Linked DNA regions of Mus musculus: regions 1 and 3 are each linked to region 2. Evidence: chromatin contacts called from public ChIA-PET and HiChIP or PLAC-seq data. All regions are on one chromosome and are shown on one strand. The core of a region is the stretch at or near the end of the contact, and the rest is flanking DNA. Distances in the headings are between cores, read along the strand shown. Region 1 has its middle 61 kb from the start of 4930425O10Rik. Region 2 overlaps Tspan5 (tetraspanin 5). Region 3 overlaps Rap1gds1 (RAP1, GTP-GDP dissociation stimulator 1).

Region 1 (3,420 bases), core at 51-2,550, 230 kb before region 2:
ACCTTGGCACTCTTTGCTGGTCATCACTGGGCTCTGCTGAAGTTGGTCTTGACTGATGACACTGTGGCATTGGTTCGCCTTGCTTTCCTTGCTGATAGTTTGTTGTGACTTTGTAGAGAGAAATACACCAAGAACTTCTGCTGGTGTTCAGGTAGCTTCCTGCTGCTTTTGCAGGCTCAGACTGATTGGCAGAGCTACATAGCTTCTTCTGGACTGAGCTACCACTGATATCCTGACAATGCACATTGGATTTGCCCCAAAGAACTATTTCCAAACAGGTCCACACCCTTTAACCTATTTGCCCTATTAACTTTTTCTTTCCACTACCTCTGGTGGGCGCTGGGCTAGAAGGGAAGTTAAAGCATTTAAGTACACTTATTAAAGTAGGTTTTGGAAAATATAAGCCTACATAGCCCTATCATGTTCCTGATTTCAATGTGAATGTTTAGAGTTGCCTTCCATTTAGGATGATGTTGGCAATAAATTAACCATATATAGCCTTTATTATGTTGAGATATGATCCTTCTATTTCTTTTCTCTCTGAGGCCTTTATATTAAAGGCATACTGAATTCTGTCAAAGGCCTTTTCTGCACCTACTGAGATGATCATATGATTTTTCTCCAAGAGAACAATTTCATCAAATTGAATGCTCCAGTGTTGGGCATGTTTATGTCTAGGGTGTAATGTCTTGTTGGTTCATTGTTCCCTTGATTAGGATGAGGTTTCCATTAGTGTGAAGTCTGTTTGTCAGCTATTAGGCTAGTGACGCCAGCTTGCTTCCTAGTGCCATTTGCTTGGCATGTTTCCCCTGCACCCTTTCACTTTTAAGTAGATCCTCGACAACAGAAAGATGGATTTTATTTCTTGGCTCATTCAACTAAAGTCCCTGTCTTTGACTGGGGACTTGAGGACATTAATGTTTACAGTTATTTATTGAAAGTCATATTGATTGCCATAATTTTGTACTTTTTTAAACTCTTTGTGTTCTTGGTCTTATTTTGTGTTTCACCAAGTGCAGCTTCATCTGATTTCTCTCTATCGTCTCTTACCCATCCTACTCCTCTGAGTCCAAAGTTTTGCTTCCAGTGTGGTGAGGATGAATTATTTCAGTCTGCTCATATCATGGGAAAAGGTTCTTTCTCCTTCAACTCCATCAGATAGTTTTGCTGTGCACAGTAAGCGGTCTAGGTTGGGATCCATAGTTTCTAAGAACTTGAAGTTCATTGCTCCAAGCAATCCGTGCTCTTAAAGTTTCCACTGAGAAATTGGTGGTTAGTGTGGTTGTTCTTCTTTGCAGGTGGCTTGTATTTTCTTTTGAAGTTTTTAGCACTCTCTCTTTGTTCTGGATGTTTAGTGTTTTAACTACAGTATGGTGGCTGAAATTTCTTGTCTTGTCTATTTGGAGTTCTTTTATGCATCTTCTATCTGTTTGTTTATGTCCTTACTCAAATTTGAGAAACTTTGTTCTTTGATTTTATTGAAAACACGATCTATGCCACTAACCTGAGATTCTTCTCTATTTTGCCTATAATTTAAAGAGTTGGTATTTTTAATGATTATCTGACTGTTCCAATTCCTTATTTGTGTGGTCTAATTCCTCTACTTTATATTTAAGTCTTCTACTTGATCTAGTCTTCTTAGAAGGCTCTCCCTTGGGTTTTCTATGTAGGTATTGGGGGTTTGTTGTTGTTGTTCTTGTTGTTGAATTCTATATCTATTGTAGCTTGAGTTGCCTGCAATATTTTACCTCTTTATTGAGTTCAGTTTTTAAATTCTCATTTGTCACCATTGTGTCCTTCAGCTGTATGCAGTGAACTTTCTTTCTCTAATCACTCTGGCTTTTCTTGCTATTCTTATTTGTCTATGTCTTTTTAAGCTCTCTAAATTCTTTGATGAAGTTTGTATTGTTCTTTTAAGTTCTGTATCCTGGGTGGGGGGAATCATCTAAATAATTCTTGGTAGAGAATTATTTTTATAAGATTGGTGGATTAGCTTATGAGATCTTGCCTTGGCTTCTCATATTGTTTGTGTTTTTGTGATGAGACCTTCCTGTGCTGACTTTATTCATTGGTGTATGTCTGATGTGAGATTCTAGGTTATCCCTGTTGAGTAGAAGTCTGGTTGTGGTTGCCATGCTTGGCTGAGTCAGATCAGGCACAAGGAGTTGGTAGGTCAATCCTTCAGTTACTTATTGATCATTAGGATTGGAGGAAGAAGGGTTCTTATAACTCAGAGCTAAATAAGAACAAATGCCAATTGGGACAAAGAGCTCCATCTGCGTGGGCTAGTGTGCCAGCTGTGCCACCTGAGCTGTGCCTGGGAGTGTCAGGATGGGGTGAGTGGCCTGGGTCTTGGCACTCACCGGCTAGGCTAGCTTACAGGGTGTGCAACTGAGGCTGGGCCTGTGGTTTGAGACCAACGTGGGCCAGCAAGGGACTCATCGGGCAATGCTGACCCACAAATGTGCATTCCAAAATGGGCCTCAAGGTTGAATATGGCACAGGTGAGGTAGGGTCTAGGAAATTCACCAGCACATAGGATGTGTGACCTGGGCTAATCCTGGAGGTTGCATATGCCATGGGTGGGCTAGGGTCTAGCAGACTTACCAGACTGGCCTGGCCTACAAGGTGTGAGACCAGAGTCGAACCTGGAGTCTGGGAATGGTACAGGTGGATCTCACCAAACTGAGTAGGTACACTGAACGTGAGACTAAGGTGAGGTCTGGGATCAGGGAAACTGAAGGCAGGCTAAAGATTGGCAAAATAACCCATCTGGACCAGAGAACAGGATGTGCAACTGTGTTAGGAATGGACGAAGAATAGGGCACATGTGGTCTGTGGTTGTAAGGACTGAGCAGGATGCCTAGCACCTGTTTATAGTTTAGTTTTTGTTGTTGTTGTTGTTGCTATTATTATTAATTTCTCTCTCTCTCTCTCTCTCTCTCTCTCTCTCTCTCTGTGTGTGTGTGTGTGTGTGTGTGTGTGTGTGACATACGTGTAGATGCCTGCAGAGGTCAGAAGAAGGAATTGGATCCCCTGAAGCTGGACTGTTGTAAGTTGCCTAATGTAAGTACTAGGAGCCATATTTCAGTCTGCTGGAAGAACAGCCGTCACTTTTAACTGCCGAGTCACCTCTCCAGTCTGAACCTTTGCTATTGCTTTGGTTGATTATCTCAGGTAATTTGTTACAGTAACGCCAAACCTAGTAACAAGCAAAATATGGACATTTATTACACGGGTGGGGATATCACAAGTAAAGAAACGCACACTCAGAAGCCTAGAGAGCCGTAGCAGCCCACTCACCCTTCTCATAGGTGAGAGTGGCGAAGAAGCAGAGTCAATTCAGAGGAAACAGAATGACCTTAGGGAGGGTGGATGGGCTCAGAGAACAGATGACAGCCTGGGCCATGTCAACTGCTA
Region 2 (2,975 bases), core at 121-2,620:
CTAACGTTTCAGATTTGAAAAGAATCATGTTCTTAGCTTTCTATCTTGGAGACTATTTAAATGGCCTTTCTTTATTTAGAACTAACAATAGAACCTGGCCTAGAAGTCTCTCTGAATGGGGGCTGTGAGGTAAGGAGGAAACAATGTCACCGTGCCTCCAAAAAACCTCAAAGATCAGATTGTCCTAAGACAAGGAGAGTTTCTGGGGGAAATCCAGGAGGCAGGACTGTGGAATAGAAGTGGCATTTCCTAGCTGACCGATAGCATTGAACAAAGCTTTGGGTCACTTTCTGCACCTTTGGAAATGGGGGTGTTAGTTCACAGAGCCGGGCATGTAGGCCTCTGCCAAATATTTGATATTGAGTTTGAACTCAATATTTGAGATGTATATCATGTAACTTGAGGGAATTTCCGAGGGCACCTGGGAAGTGATCGTCTCTATCCTTCATGGAGGTGAGAGCAGAAATCTACAGTCTCTGTGTGACTGCCCAGCTGTTTCACGTACATGCATGCCCACCCCCGTCCAGGGTCTATTCTTTCTGTGGTGTGAGGACCCTATGTGTCCATGTTTGGGGAGGTACCCAGTACAGGTAAAGGGGTTGCAGGGGGCACAAATACTGGTGTGCTCCTTCTTTTCTAAGAAAACGTAATTTGAAAAGAATCGTAATTTGAAATTATTGATACCACTCATAATTAAGAACTTAACATTTTATTTACAGCTGCAAATAATTGGTACAGTCAGTAAACAAGAACTTTACATTTTATGTCCTCACTGAGGAAAGATAAACAGGAGCCCTAGGGGAGCTTGGAAGTGGAGTTTGTACCTCAGCCTCAGCATCAGCATCCTAGACTGTCAGGCACTGGTGTGGTCCTTCTGACTCTCTCCCCTCACTCCCCCACAAAGACGCATCCATCACTCAGTGCCACGTGAATGGCCACACCCCACTGTCCACCCACCATGGCCCCCCATTTTTGCACCTCAAGATCACAAAACAGTTTGCAGAGGGTAAAGATGTGGGAGGAAGGAGATGTGGAAATGGTGGTGGGTGCAGCCGGCAGCCAGGATGACTAAAATGAATCTCTTTGAAGTGTCTGGGTGGAAGGGAAATTTCCCCAGGGTTCTGAGCAGTTACCCCAGGGCCTCATGCTCTGAAGCCGTATACCTTGTTATCTGCCTTAGCCAGAAGTCCCTTCTGATTGCACTGTGGTGTTATTTAAAGTGTTTCCTGGTCTTGGTGTTTCACAGGCAGGAAGAAAGAGAGCCCAGAGTTTCATTTCCATGATTGGAAATGGTTTTCTTGCCTCAGTCACAGCCCCTCCCACTTCCCCTGCTGACCTCTTTAAGATGAGCGGATCTATTTCACAGGGCTGGGAGGTGGAGGGAGGTGTTAAAACAGTGACTCCAACATCAACACGATAATGTAGTGTGTGTGTGTAGTGTGTGCGTGTAGTGTGTGTGGAGTCAAGCCACGGTTGCAAGGGACAGGTGATTATAAAACCCACGATAATCTACCTTTCAAGTTAGGAAAGAGGCTTCCTGGAGGTCAGGCAGAACATTGTTCACACGTCTGGCAGTGCATTAATCACGAGCAATTCATTAGGCCTTAATGTGGATCTAATGAGAAATTCCTATTACTCAATGTTTGATTTGGGCTTTGTTGGTTAATTATCAAATGGAACACCAGAGACTCCAAAATGTGATTATGAAGTGATCTTTAATTTTTAAAAGTCCTTTCTTGGGGTGTAATATTCCATTAACAAACCTTAAGAATCAGAAGGCCCCAGTTTGGAGATGTGTAGCAACTGAATGTAATTACAGCCCCTTTCAGAGAAAAGCCTCTCGCTTCCCTGTGATCTAAGGCCTTGTAACCCGTTCCCTGTTGTGTGTCTCTTTTGTCTTAGTTTTCTGTGTTCCTGGGGATTATTTTCTTCCTGGAACTCACTGCTGGGGTGTTGGCATTTGTTTTCAAAGACTGGATCAAAGACCAGCTGTATTTCTTTATTAACAACAACATCAGAGCCTACAGAGATGACATTGATCTACAGAACCTCATAGACTTCACCCAGGAATATGTAAGTTCCAAGCAGGAGCATCTTTTCTCCCATAATGCCTTGTGTGCCTTTGCCAGCTGGAGACGGCCAACTGACGTTTCTGCCCAGTTTCTGGCTGTTTGCTTGTTGGTTTGTTTCCTTTTCCATGTTCCACCGCTCCTGTTTCATCTCAAGGAGACATGTTCCGAGTTCACTTGTTCCAACTTGTGTTAAATTAGAGAAAGATATAACTCTTAACTAAAAAGGCGATTACCGCACCGTCCCGTTGTCAGCTTTTGAAGAAAATTGCTTTTATATATGTTTAGAGTTTTATGTGATTAAATAAATTAAACGAGTTTTCCTTGCTCCTTCCCCTGTGCTCTCAATAATAAAATTATCAGGGGATTTGTTTGTAAAGTTCCTCAGATATGCTCATCCAGATACCACATGCATGTAGTCCGAACCAAAAGTTCAGAGATTCGTAAAACCTGCTGCCCTCTAACAAGTGAAAAAGAAGCAGACCCCGCCTGCCACACAGGTGTCTGAACGTGACTGTGTGACTGACTGTTCCCATACTGTAAACAGGCAGCTGTCATGTCACTCAAAATGCTCGAGGAGCCAAGCGACACTGCCTCATTGACCATGGACTGACAGAAACTTGAACTCTTTCCCAAGAGTAAAAGGAGAATAAAACTGAGTTACTATCTAGTACGTATGGCTGTTGGGACAGTGGTCTCACCTTAAGCCCTAGATGTTACCAGACTAAAGATTAGCAGGTCCTCACACACCTGCCCTGGAAAAAAATGAGTAAGCCGAGCGACCTTGGTTCCATGGTATCCATGGCTTTAATATTTAGAACAAGATAGGAGACTACACAGAGGCTCTGTGGACCAAGGTCTAGCTCTGAGTTGGGTAGGTTGCTCTGGGATCACATTTACCTTCAG
Region 3 (3,009 bases), core at 438-2,937, 150 kb after region 2:
TCTCCTTCTCTCTCTCTCTCTCTCTCTCTCTCTCTCTCTCTCTCTCGTGATGACAGATAGAACATTGCCTATATGGCAAGATAAAGTGAGGCTTAGCACTATCTGGCACAATACACTGTGATCCATCAGATCACGTTTCTGTTCACGTTCCCACCCACAAATTTAATGTCCTTTCTATTTTGTCACCTACTCCTCTCTAGCTTAGTTTAAGGTCTAACAGCACAACTAGCATTAAGTCTTTCCTTCTCCATAGCTTATGGGTGAAAAACAAGGTTGGTTGTTTCCACGGACCTTTGTAATAACGGCATACATTTTTTTTCTTTCTGTTCAGTGAGAACCCCTCCCTTTTCATCTAAAGGGGATACTTGGTGGGCTCTCTTTAGCATCATCAAATGGCAAACATTACCACTTTTGAGTTGGGGGCCATTACTAAGTAACATAAAGGCCATTTGAGGACAAGTAAGAAGATACTACCAGGGTCAACCTTTCAGAGAAGTTGACCTGACACAGCACTGAAAACTGAGGCAGCTCCTGAAGGCCAAGCGGCGGAAGCACACAGCACATGGGTGACTCTGTGTCAGGAGGAATGGAGCCATACCTTGTAATGCTGACATGAGTGCTAAGCACTCTCAAAGTTACAGGTTCTTTACTTAGAGAGCTTTCATATTTGTGCCCCTTAACCAACAGCAACTAGATCTGCTAATAATGAAGATTCTTACACATGACTGAGGACATCAGTTAACTTCACTCAATGACGTAACCGTATCGTACTAGAGCTTCACGTGGTCTTTACCGACAACAACTCAGTGTCGGAATGATCGCTATAAAATCAAATAAAATCTAAAAATCCTAAGAATTTTACTGTGGGTCACTGTGACATGAAAGGTCAATTTTTACAAGTACCTGCTGGATCCTTTTGATAGAGGTCAGTCTTCCTTTATTTGTAGGATGTTTATCTTCTGTATTGCTTTCTTTGACTGGTTTGTCTTTAGGACTCTAATTACATCACCTTTACAGAAATGATACTGATCTATCTTTGATATTAATCATGTCTTCTCTGATTCATTCTTTTTTTATTTTTTAATTTCAACCTTTTCTTTCCCATATTTTCAGCCACATTTAATTTACTATAAATTTCTTAAGTGCTTGTCACGTTCTTTCATTTCTTCTGGTCAACCCTAACTTTACATCTTCCTGGCCTTTACACACTTAGGTTTTAAAGTTTCTGACTCGGTTTTTCCTTTTTATGTTTTCAAAAGCTTACCTAATGATATTAGTAAAAGTTACAGTGGGTTGTTTGTTTTTGGTAACTGCTTCATAAATCGTTTTTATTGGGAAAAAGAATGTTTTTGGTAGCTAAGATATTTGGGTTTTGTTTGTTTTCTGCTTTCTTCTTTATATACCTCAGCAGAAATCTTGATTCAATGAGTAATTGAATACAACTTAAATACAGTAATGGTAAAGACCTGAGATGAATACCTAGACTTTCTTTCAAAACCTCTCACGTCTAACCAACCAAAAGGACTTAGTGTGTGTGATAGTTACTTGTCACGGACAACTTGACTGAATTTGCAATGATCAAGGAAGCTCAGAGGAACACCCCTTGCTATCTGAGAGGGTGCTTCAAGAGACAACAGAGCCAGGGTGAGAAGACACATTCTGGATGTGGGTAGCATCACCCCATGGGCTAAGTGGGAGTCAGACAGAAGAAAGGTGGGGGAAAGAAAAAGCTAGCTCAGCGTGCGTGCTTCCCCTCTCCTCCGTCCCCAGTCCTGCCCTGCTTCCCTTCCTGCTGCTGGCCCTCCCGACTGCTTGGCTTTTCATGCTTACATCACTGTGCTTCCTCTTTCTCCTCCTCCTCCTCCTCTTCCTCTTCCTCTTCATGATGGACTGGACCTTCTGATTCAAAAAAAATCAACTTTCCCTCTCTTGTTTCTGGCTGGTATTATGGTCATGGTTAACACAAAATTAATTAGTATTGCATGTCTTATAATCTTGTGCTATTCTTATTTCTATAGTCACTTAACTTCTTCTTGGTTCTTGCATTTCACCAGGCATCCAAGAGTTTCGAGTAACTCCTTCACTCCCCATAATAGTCCTCTTGATTGGCACGTGAGATCTGTGTGCCACCTTTGTCACAGGACCTTGCATATATCACTTGCATGCTCAAGTGATTCTTCAACCTGAAGCTCCTCCCCCCTCCAGCCTTTAACTGGAGCCACAAGCAAGCACCACTAAGCTTGGTTTCCCATGAACTTTTAAACAGCCAGTACTGCAATCTAGCCCAAGACAAAGGTCTAAAAAATGCCCTACCCAGTCTGGAGTTTCCTCTCTGAAGAAAAAGGAAATGGTGGTTCTCACCCTAGGGTGCATGGTTTCCTGTTCTGTTCTTACTGGGTAGTTTATGCAGTCTTGGCAAAAATCTCTCTAGAAAGTATCTTTAACTGAGTAAGCTACGCTTTTTTTTTTCTCCTAATAATGTGAAACCTATCTCCTAGTTTTGATGAAGGCACAGATATGTTTAATTGGTTTATCTTATTTCCTAAGTGAGCTGCATGGAGTTTTAACGACCATTATTAGGTGGAGGTCTTAAAGACTCACTTCATCAGAACTACCATGGCTTTTTACCTGACTTCTTTAGTTTAGCTGAGATGGTCATACATTACCTTTTTCTTTTGTTCTTTCCTACACTGATGTATGTGCACATATGCATGCCTTGTGCCCACAGAGGTCAGAAGAACTGGATCACATGAAACTGGAGTTTAGGGTGGTTATGAGGCCCATGTGAATGCTGGGAGCTGCATATGGGTCCTCTGCAGGAGCAACAAGTGCTTCTGTTTGAGGAGTCACCTCTTTAGCCCTCTTTCACATGTTCTTTTCTTTTCTTTTTTTTTTTTTTAAATGTGGGATGGTCTTTGAGGCTGTCAGATTCCCTGGAAGTAGAGTTTAGACAGTTGTGAGCTGCCATGTGATTGCTGGGAATTGAACTCAGGACCTCTGGAAGAGCAG

Evidence for each region. ChIA-PET counts read pairs in DNA pulled down with a chosen protein or histone mark. HiChIP or PLAC-seq counts read pairs in DNA pulled down with a chosen protein or histone mark.
Region 1: an H3K27ac HiChIP or PLAC-seq map of T-cell acute lymphoblastic leukemia shows a contact between it and region 2, with 5 times the contacts expected there. The contact joins two enhancer-like sites. A contact is called at or near these places in 1 of 39 promoter capture datasets (the 3T3-L1 cell line), 4 of 484 Hi-C or Micro-C datasets (bone marrow-derived macrophages, embryonic fibroblasts and extraembryonic ectoderm) and 5 of 115 datasets of contacts at active chromatin or transcription factors (T-cell acute lymphoblastic leukemia, embryonic stem cells and large pre-B cells).
Region 3: an RNA polymerase II ChIA-PET map of memory CD8 T cells shows a contact between it and region 2, with 23 read pairs. The contact joins two enhancer-like sites. A contact is called at or near these places in 1 of 15 datasets of contacts at CTCF or cohesin (large pre-B cells) and 1 of 115 datasets of contacts at active chromatin or transcription factors (memory CD8 T cells).

Annotation. Positions count from the first base shown.
Region 1 is chr3:138,664,656-138,668,075 of GRCm38.p6, forward strand. No RefSeq gene overlaps it. Among named protein-coding and RNA genes, the nearest start is that of 4930425O10Rik, 61 kb to the right of the region's middle. Within about 2 kb of position 1,301, at least 2 of the 459 cell types and tissues checked have an H3K27ac peak or open chromatin away from gene starts, as enhancers often do. A contact at or near this core is called in T-cell acute lymphoblastic leukemia, where this site is marked.
Region 2 is chr3:138,892,446-138,895,420 of GRCm38.p6, forward strand. It overlaps Tspan5 (tetraspanin 5), which reads left to right. Exons shown (of 8, transcript NM_019571.5): 4 at 1,903-2,073. Among named protein-coding and RNA genes, the nearest start is that of Tspan5, 150 kb to the left of the region's middle. Within about 2 kb of position 1,371, at least 41 of the 459 cell types and tissues checked have an H3K27ac peak or open chromatin away from gene starts, as enhancers often do. A contact at or near this core is called in T-cell acute lymphoblastic leukemia and memory CD8 T cells, where this site is marked.
Region 3 is chr3:139,040,369-139,043,377 of GRCm38.p6, forward strand. The region is part of intron 2 of Rap1gds1 (RAP1, GTP-GDP dissociation stimulator 1); the gene reads right to left. Among named protein-coding and RNA genes, the nearest start is that of Rap1gds1, 33 kb to the right of the region's middle. Within about 2 kb of position 1,688, at least 138 of the 459 cell types and tissues checked have an H3K27ac peak or open chromatin away from gene starts, as enhancers often do. A contact at or near this core is called in memory CD8 T cells, where this site is marked.